Linked DNA regions of Xenopus laevis: region 2 is linked to region 1. A link is a contact called in public Hi-C data. All regions are on one chromosome and are shown on one strand. The core of a region is the stretch at or near the end of the contact, and the rest is flanking DNA. Distances in the headings are between cores, read along the strand shown. Region 1 overlaps lrp6.L (low-density lipoprotein receptor-related protein 6). Region 2 holds the start of lrp6.L (low-density lipoprotein receptor-related protein 6).

Evidence for each region. Hi-C and Micro-C count contacts between places; a contact is called where the count stands out from the background.
Region 2: a Hi-C map of animal cap shows a contact between it and region 1, with 6 times the contacts expected there. A contact is called at or near these places in 3 of 4 Hi-C or Micro-C datasets (the XL177 cell line, the XTC cell line and animal cap).

The regions. Positions count from the first base shown.
Region 1 is chr3L:7,251,146-7,255,725 of Xenopus_laevis_v10.1, forward strand. lrp6.L (low-density lipoprotein receptor-related protein 6) reads right to left here. Exons shown (of 23, transcript XM_018240885.2): 17 at 3,648-3,776; 18 at 832-1,068. Among protein-coding and RNA genes, the nearest start is that of LOC121401755, 15 kb to the left of the region's middle.
Region 2 is chr3L:7,320,604-7,325,055 of Xenopus_laevis_v10.1, forward strand. It overlaps lrp6.L (low-density lipoprotein receptor-related protein 6), which reads right to left and starts at 1,343. Exons shown (of 23, transcript XM_018240885.2): 1 at 882-1,343. The coding sequence starts at 936.

The DNA of each region.
Region 1 (4,580 bases), core at 1,651-4,150:
CACAGAGATCTGCTCGTTTGGTGATTGAGCCAAACAAGCAGATCTCCCCCGATATGCCCAAATTGAGGTGGGCGATAAAAGGGCCGATCTGATTGTGGGCCATCATAAAGGGCGTTAGATCGCGGGACCGCAGCAACAAACAGATGCAGTCCGAGATCCAACAGGATTTTTACCCCTGCCCGATTGACATCTGGCCGACTCTCCGGGGAAGCCCATCAGGGGGGGGCCCACACACGGGCCAATAAGCTGCCGACTCAGTTTGTTGCTGTTTTTATCAGCCCATATATGGCCACTTTAAGGTGACTAGGTTGCCATATGAGAATGCTGACCTGTGGCAGTTCAGACAAAACGGTAATAATGGAAGCAAAGTATTCAAGGTAAAAGATGACTAAGCATAAGAGACAAATAAAAAATAAAAATTATACCAATAAAAATTCTTATTGCAGAGACTGATTTATTGCATGAGCAGAGTGTACATAAAATTCAGAGCAGAGACTTGCAGTGAATGCTCTGCTCTGGTGTAACTAGATATTTCTGGGTCCCACAGCAGGTTACTTTTCAGGCCCCCAAGGTTTTCCAGTTTTACCAATATTTAAATTGTATATGAATTAGGACCTCCTGGGCCACCCTGCAGCCGCAGGTTTTGATTGCTCTATAGTTACTCCCCCCCCTGGCTCACTCTATGATAGTTCTGTCATAGTATATAGGAAGCATCAATGAAAGCCTATAATTAATATCGAGGAGGGAAATGTTTAACATGGAACATATAGGAATCTGTGGGATAAAATTTAAAATAAAATTAAGAACCAATTTTCAGAAACAAGACCATACCATTGCAGTTCTTCTCATCAGACTTGTCCTGACAGTTGTCCTCTCCGTTACAGCGTAGAGAGGAGTCGATGCACTGGCCGCTGGTGCATTGGTACTGCATGTCTGAGCACATGGGGCAGTTCTGCTCGTCGCTGTGATCAACACACTCCGTGAATCCGTCGCAGCGCCATTCTGCCGGGATGCAATCAACCTCACCAGTGAAACAGGTGAAATGTAGAGGGGAACAGGTGGGAGGCTCTGGAGGAAAAACAAAGGAAAATGTCTTTTAAGAAAAGAATTCTGTAAGACTACATATATAAGACCTAAGGGCAGAGACACACGCTCAGATTCAGGGAGATTTAGTCGCCCAGCGACTAATCTCCCCGAACTGCCTAAAGCTAGAATGTTATTAAATTGCCGGCGGAATGGCAATCGATGCGCTTTGTTTTCCGTAGTCGGCCAAATTAGCCTCATAAGGAAACTTCGGCGACTTCGGAAAATTAAGCACTCCAAGTGGCACCCCGCCGGTGGTTTACATTCTAACTGGCAGGAGGCAGTTCGCAGAGATTAGTCGCCCAAAGAAGAGGCGATTTATCGTCGGGCGACTAAATCTCCCTGAATCTGAGCGTGTGTCTCTGCCCTTAGGGTACATCTACCCTGCAAAGAATGTAGGCGTAGGAAATTAACTGTATCCTTACTGTAAACACTATAGGGCAATGTTCAACAAATAAATTAGTCATGCTTTATCTAGGGAATACAATATGACAATTCTGTGTATAGCTGGAATACACGCACATAACCAGCACTGTTTGTTTTAAAGGGATTGTGTCGTGATTTTTATGATGTCGTTTTTATTTCTAAATTACACTGCAAATAATTCACTCTACAATATAAAGTTTCATTCCTGAACCAGCAAGTGTATTTAGTTGTAATATTGGTGTGTATTTGCATCTCAGGTCATTTTGCCTGGTCATGTGCTTTCAGAAAGAGCCAGCACTTTAGGATGGAACTGCTTTCTGGCAGGCTGTTGTTTCGCCTACTCAATGTAACAATGTGTCGCAGTGGGACCTGGATTTTACTATTGAGTGCTGTTCTTAGATCTACCAGGCAGCCGTTATCTTGTGTTAGGGAGCTGCTATCTGGTTACCTTCCCATTGTTCTGTTGTTAGGCTGCTGGGAGGGGTGATATCACTCCAACTTGCAGTACAGCAGTAAAGAGTGACTGAAGTTTATCAGCGAAACTGACAATATTTAGCCCAGGAGTGCCCATACTTTAATAATGCGGGGACTACTTTTAGCGATGTTGTGCCATTATGATCTACATCCATAAAAGCATTGTTATCATTCTGTTCCATGGAAAATATTACTAAAATATATTGATTTATGAGATCATTTTTATTGCTATATTTAACGACAGTCTACTGATCACCAGCTAAAGGTCTACTGGTAGATCCGGATCTACCTTTTGGGCACCCTTGGTCTAGCCCCATGTCAGATTTCAATATTAAATATAAATAAAAAAATCAGTTTGCTCTTTTAAGAAATGGATTTCAGTGCAGAATTCTGCTGGAGCAGCACTATTAACTGATGTGTTTTGGGGGAAAAAACATGGTTTCCCATGACTGTATCCCTTTAAGGAAAGAATATTGAACATAAAATTCTGGTGTGTTTTTTGCTTTTACCTTATGCCCTAGGTATTATAATAGGCAGAATCTAATCCCTTCCAAATAAACTCGGTCTACCACAAGCACGAATATTCTGTTGCACAAACAATGGCTCTCAGTTAGTGCCCTGACCTCTAGTAACCTACAAGTAAAACAGAGGGAATGTGGCTGAGAGTAAGGAGCCGGCCAGTTACAACTAAAGCCTCGGGCAGTGGAAGCAGCCAACAAGACAGAGTATCGCGGGGGTTGTGTAACTTTCAGCTGGTTTTGTAGGTTATCAAGTCGCATAGCAGCAAACTAAAAAAAAACAACTGCTGTGTTCACAAATCAGCTTGTTCCTGAAGTGTAAACATTTGACAAAAATCAATGTTAAATAAATTAAACTTTCAAGTTTTTTTCCCTCCCACATTAACAGGTTGCTACTATAGCCTACTATGCAGCAAAGCTCAAGATTTCTGAATTAAACTCTCGGCATACATTAATGGCCCTCGCCTTTAAGTTATATATTCTCTTTGAAAACACTTCTGGGAACTAGGCACAGCTGCTGCTGAGTGAACCTTAAAAATAAGTGAATATAAAATTGATGAGGGGCTATTCTAATAAAATTTGCAATGTACATTCATTTTTTTTTTTTTAATTCCAAGATATTAAAGGATACATGTACTGTTAATTTGAATGAATTTTGTTACAACAGCGCCACCTGCTGGTCATTTTCCCACCAGTCTGACCAGCAAGTAGTCAAGGAAGTTGTCAGAAGAAAGAAAGAGGCTGCTCTGATGTTCTTCTGCTTAGAAAAAAAAATTAAAACCCTTTCTCAAACCTTTCCTAAGCAGAAGAACATCAGAGCGCCTCTTTCTTTCTCCTGACAACTTTGACTACTTGGTGGTCAGACTGGTTGAAAAATGACCAGCAGGTGGTGCTGTTGTAACAAAATTTGTTGACTTTAATAGTACATTAATCTTGGAATTAAAAAAAAAAAAAAAATGAATGTACAGTGCAAATGTTCTTAGAATAACCCCTCATCAATTTTATATTTACTTATTTTTAAGGACTATCTCATAAAGATAGCATTGTTATAGTTTAAGCAGCAGTCTTGCCCTGCTTTATGGCCGAGATTCTAGCGATATGATCCACAACACCACAGAATTATTCTAAATTAAAGGAAGCACTTACCCCCACAGGACAGCTCATCCTCCTGGAGAAGGACAAGGTGCAGTGGGCAAGAACAGCGGGTGGTTCCATCTCCTTTCACAATGCAGATGTGGGAGCAGCCACCATTATCCTGAGAACAAGGGTGTTCCTCTTTAAAACAGAAATTGGAAGAGAACAATGAGGAGAAAAGGTCACGCTTCCATATTTACATTTTAACAAACACAGGTATGGGACCCGTTATCCAGAATGCTCGGGACCTGGGGGTTTCCAGATAATGGATCTTTTCGTAATTTGGATCTCCATGCCTTAAGTCTACTAGAAAATCATGTAAATGTTAAATAAACCCCAATAGGCTGGTTTTGCTTCCAATACGGATTAATTATATCTTAGTTGGGATCAAGTACAAGCTACTGTTTTTTTTGTCAACTTAAATTTTCAATCATTCTTCACTTTTCCCATATGATTGTTTACAATAACATCGTAACGCACAACACATGAATGCATGGTACTGTACATTGCTTTACAAGGGAAAAGATACAATAAAGGAAAGGGAAAAAAAAGAAGCGAAAAGAAAAAGAAAGAAATAAGGAGAAAGCAAGTAATAAACAAAATCAATCCACTGTGTGTACGAGGTATATCATTCAGTCAGTCACAACTTTTACCTTAACTGCAAACTATTACCATAGGCCCCAGATATCAGATCAACATATTCTCTAATAAAATGAACTCTGCCCATTGCCCTGTTCCAACTCATAGGAGTATAAAAGTCTCTCTATTAAGAATCCATGTGTCCCATATCTCTGTATATTTCTCCAGCTGGTTATCAATTTGGTATTTCAAACGCTCAGCATGTATGAACTCTATCTTTTCCAAAACTTTAGGGAAAGAGAGGCAAGGTGATTTCCACTGTGCCGCAATATGAATCCTTGCTGCCATACAGATAGGTTGTGTCAA
Region 2 (4,452 bases), core at 93-2,592, 68 kb after region 1:
GGCTCTAATTAGCTGATCACCTGACATGTTTTATAGCCATTTGTCCCATCACTTGCGACGGCCAGCAGACACTTGCACCCTTACTCCAGCTGCCAAGGTGGCTCTTATGAGTGGAATGAGTGCACAAACAGTTAATTGGGGCCATTTCTAGTCACTCCTGCCTGGGCTAATGCCAACCAGACCCTCATGTGGGAACCAGAAAGCTTACAATCTAATGGTCAGGAACAGACTTCGCTATATCTGTAAAGTAGCCACTCCCCCGTTACCAGCTTGTGACCCCAAATCTGCCACAAGCCCATTCTCCACATTCTCCCCCAAAACTAGTCACCCCCTAAACAGCTTCTGCCCCCCACAAACCCACCAGTCAACCCCCTGAGCAGTTTCTTCCCCCCAAAGTAGCCAATGCCCCTCCCCCAACATCTGCTTCTGTCCCTAAAGCAGCCAGTCCCCCCTCAAACTAAGCAATCACCCCACCAGCTTCTCTCCCAGCCCCCCAGAAAGCAGCCAATAACCCCTTCATCTACATTGTACCCCCAAAGCAATTGCCCCTCAAAAAACAACCAGTCACCTCCCTGACCAGTTTCTTCCCCCCAAAGTAGTCAGTGCCCCCCCAACATCTGCTTCTGTCCCTAAAGCAGCCAGTCCCCCCTCAGCTGTTCCCACAGGCAGCCAGTCCCCCCTCAAACTAAACAATCCCCTCCCCCAGCAGCAGTTTCCCTGTCAGTCACCCACAAAGCAGCCAGTCACCCCCTCAGCTACATCTTCCCCTCCCCCCCAAAGCCCCCTCAGCAGCTTCTCCTCCTCCTCCCCCCACTACTCGATGCCCCGAGCCCCCATCAATCCCTCGTTCAGGCCCTATCCCCGCGGCTCCCCACACTCACCCCTCAACAAGCAGCTCAGGCTGCAGATCAGCAGGCTCCTCAGCAGGGCCCCCATTTCTCTGTGTTACATTCCGTACTGCGCTCGGGGCTCAATGCTCCCCCGTAACCCGACCCCGGCTTCTCCGCTCCGACCCCTCCATGCTGCTTGTAAACCCGCCGCGGCGTCTCTCTTCCTCCTGCTCCAGCCGGGGCTCCCACTCCTGATCCCTAGCAGAGCGATACACAGAGGAGCTGCGTGTCCTTCCGCTTCTTCGCCCAAATAGCGAATATCTAACGTGGAAATGTTCCTATAAAAATCCCTCTGCACAACGTTACATCCGTGACACCACAACACAGTGCGAGAGCTGGGAGCCGGAAGAGAAAAGCTCTGAATTCCTCAGGAACTACATACGCTACACCAACCCCCGCACCTGGAGCAATATCCATCCGCTGCCGGAACTACTAGCATTGGCCTTGCCTCTCTGAGGAGAAGTGGAAGGCTGGGGCCGCAGTAAGTGGGAGGAGACTGGGGACTTGGTGGTTTCATGTGAAGGCAGATTTACTAAAGGCTCCTTATTTCCTGCTACAATTCATCTACAACTGCAATTGTTTTGCTGCGTGGTTTTTTTTCCGAAATAATGAAAACTTTGAAATATGAGGAAATCTCATTCCAAACAGCTTTCAAATGACATGAATTTAGTGATAACCAAACATTGCCGCAAAGCAATCCCACTTTAATTATGTGCAGCAGTCCTGTCCTGCTTTATGGCAGCTGAGATTTCTGTAATGAGTATTCAGTAAGAATCTTTTGTTTAATACATACACACCTAGAGAGAAAGAAAATGAGATATTTGGTTTGATTTTGCAGGTGATTTATTATTCAAATCCAAAATGATTGGACATGATGCATTGATAGAAAATAAAAAATTTTCACACCCGGGAGAGTTTTATGTCAGTTGTCGTTGTTGTTGTTCTTTCCCAATGAAAGGTAATGTCCCACTTTTTATACGTTTCCTGCAGTGACTAATTGCAAGGGGAAAGCTTCCCAGTGAGGCCCAGGTTTGTGTCTGTAAATCAGGGCACATGAGACAATGTTCTTTTATGACTCCCACAGCTTTTGCTTGTCACTCAGTCTCCTTGTAACATATGGGACTGTCACATTGTACTTATTTCTTTCTTTACAGCCAATAACACTGAAATAAATGGCTGTGCTTATTTGTGCCCTGGGTACCCCTGGAACTATAGCAGGATGACACCCCAATGTTTCTATATATCTGTAACCTTGTTATGAGCTAAGGGGGCCCAGTCTGAAGGTCAGTTAGGGGGAGATTTGGGGTAAGTGTTTATTTGTACCCCGGGTACCCCTGGAACTATAGCAGGGTGACACCCCAATGTTTCTATATATCTGTAACCTTGTTATGAGCTAAGGGGGCCCAGTCTGAAGGCCAGTTAGGGGGAGATTTGGGGTGAGTGCTTATTTGTACCCTGGGTACCCCTGGAACTATAGCAGGATGACACCCCAATGTTTCTATATATCTGTAACCTTGTTATGAGCTAAGGGGGCCCAGTCTGAAGGTCAGTTAGGGGGAGATTTGGGGTGAGTACTTATTTGTACCCTGGGTACCCCTGGAACTATAGCAGGGTGACTGTTACCCCAATGTTTCTATATATCTTTAACCTTGTTATGAGCTAAGGGGGCCCAGCCTGAAGGCCAGTTAGGGGGAGATTTGGGGTGAGTGTTTATTTGTGCCCCCCATATTTCTTGAGGCCACAGTGTAGCAAAGGGGAAAGAACATTAGTGACCTGGCTAAAAAAGGATTCTATATTCGTACTTCTCTTCTGTTACTGCTAAAAGGAATGTAAACCCCAAAAACTATTTTTGCCTAATAAAAGACAATCTGATTTTAAACAACTTCCTAATATCCGTTAATTCTTCCTCCTCACTGGGTTTATAGTTAAGTGAATAATAGTGGTTGTTTCTGTTCCCTACTTCTGTCTCTTGAAACAATAGAGCAGTAGTCGGTTCTCCTCCAAGTCTTTTAATCTTCTGGATTCAAGAGTCAGAACCAGCAGTGCTGAAAAACAAATACAGGCAGACAGACACTGCTTTCAGTAGCAGTTATATTTCCAAATAATATATGAGTTTTAATGCATGGATATTGGAAAGTTGCTTAGAATGATATTTTCTATACATTTATTTATTTATATACGATGCAACAAAAATGTTTCTGGTTGAAGTTCCCCTTTAAATAAGTATCTTCCCAAGCAGCATTGGGATAATGAAGCCCTTTTGCCTTTAGAGACTTCACCCCACGTTCCTATGAGACTTTACATGTGGAGCTGTATATTGGTCAAACAGATGAGTGCTCTCTGCATGTCTCTGGGGTCAGATAAGGCCATAGACATCCCAGACAGATTATACAACAAAGAACATCTTTAATCCAGGCCTCTGCTGTAGGTGCCATGGGCTCGGCTTTGCCTTTATTTGGGGGCAAGGAGAATGTTACATTGGTTACATTTATCTGCATTAAAGGGGATCTCAACCCAAAAACTATTTTGACATAATAAAAGAAAATATAATTTTAAAGGGGTGGGCTCACCTTTAAGTTAACTCTTAGTACGTTATAGAATGGCTAATGCTAAGCAACTTTTCAATTGGCCTTCATTTTTTTTCTTTTTTATAGTTTTGGAATTCTTTGCCTTCTACTTCTGACTCTTTCCAGCTTTCACATGGGGGGTCTAAAAAACAAGTGCTCTGTAAGGCTATACATGTTTTATTGCTACTTTTTATTACTCATCTTTCTACTCAGGCCTCTCCTATTCATATTCCAGACTTCTTATTTAAAGCAATGCATGGTTACTAAGGTAATTTGGACCCTAGCAACCAAATTGCTGAAACATCAGGCTGGATAGTTGCTGAATAAAAAGCTAAATAACTCAAACCACAAATAATAATAAATAAAACCCAGTTGCACATTGTCTCAGAATTTCACTTTCTACATCATAGTAAAAGTTAATTTAAAGGTGTACAACCCCTTTAAACAGCTTCCTAATTTCCATTCATTATGTGTAAATGTAATTGCTATGGAAAGCAGGATCTGCCTGGCTGTTTCTATTCTCTGCATTTCTGGTTCTGACCAATTAACCAATGTAGCAGAAGTCAGCTGATTTACAGACATGGAGGAGAACAAATTCTAAGGAAAAAGAAAGGGATAAACGGAGAGAGAGGCCAGAGCTGTAAAGTGAGGCTGTTCTCTTCCAACCAATCAGAATATGTGTTACCATGACATAATGATTTTATTTATGATTGTACAAAATGATGGTGTATCAGTTGTCCCGATTTACCCCTATTATAGGGTGAGACTCAATAATGGGCAAGGGCATATAATTGTTAAAATGAAAAAAAAAAAAAAAACGTGATTTTACTGCTTCAGATTCAGTTTGGCCAGGCACTTACATTCAGCTCAATCCCTAACCTGACTTTTATTCCCTGCATGCTTCTAAACTCAATTTATGACCGGCACAACCAGAACAAACCACTGAAGTAATGGGGAGGAGCCACAGGTTAAAGGTGTAGGGGCAGGTCCAGACT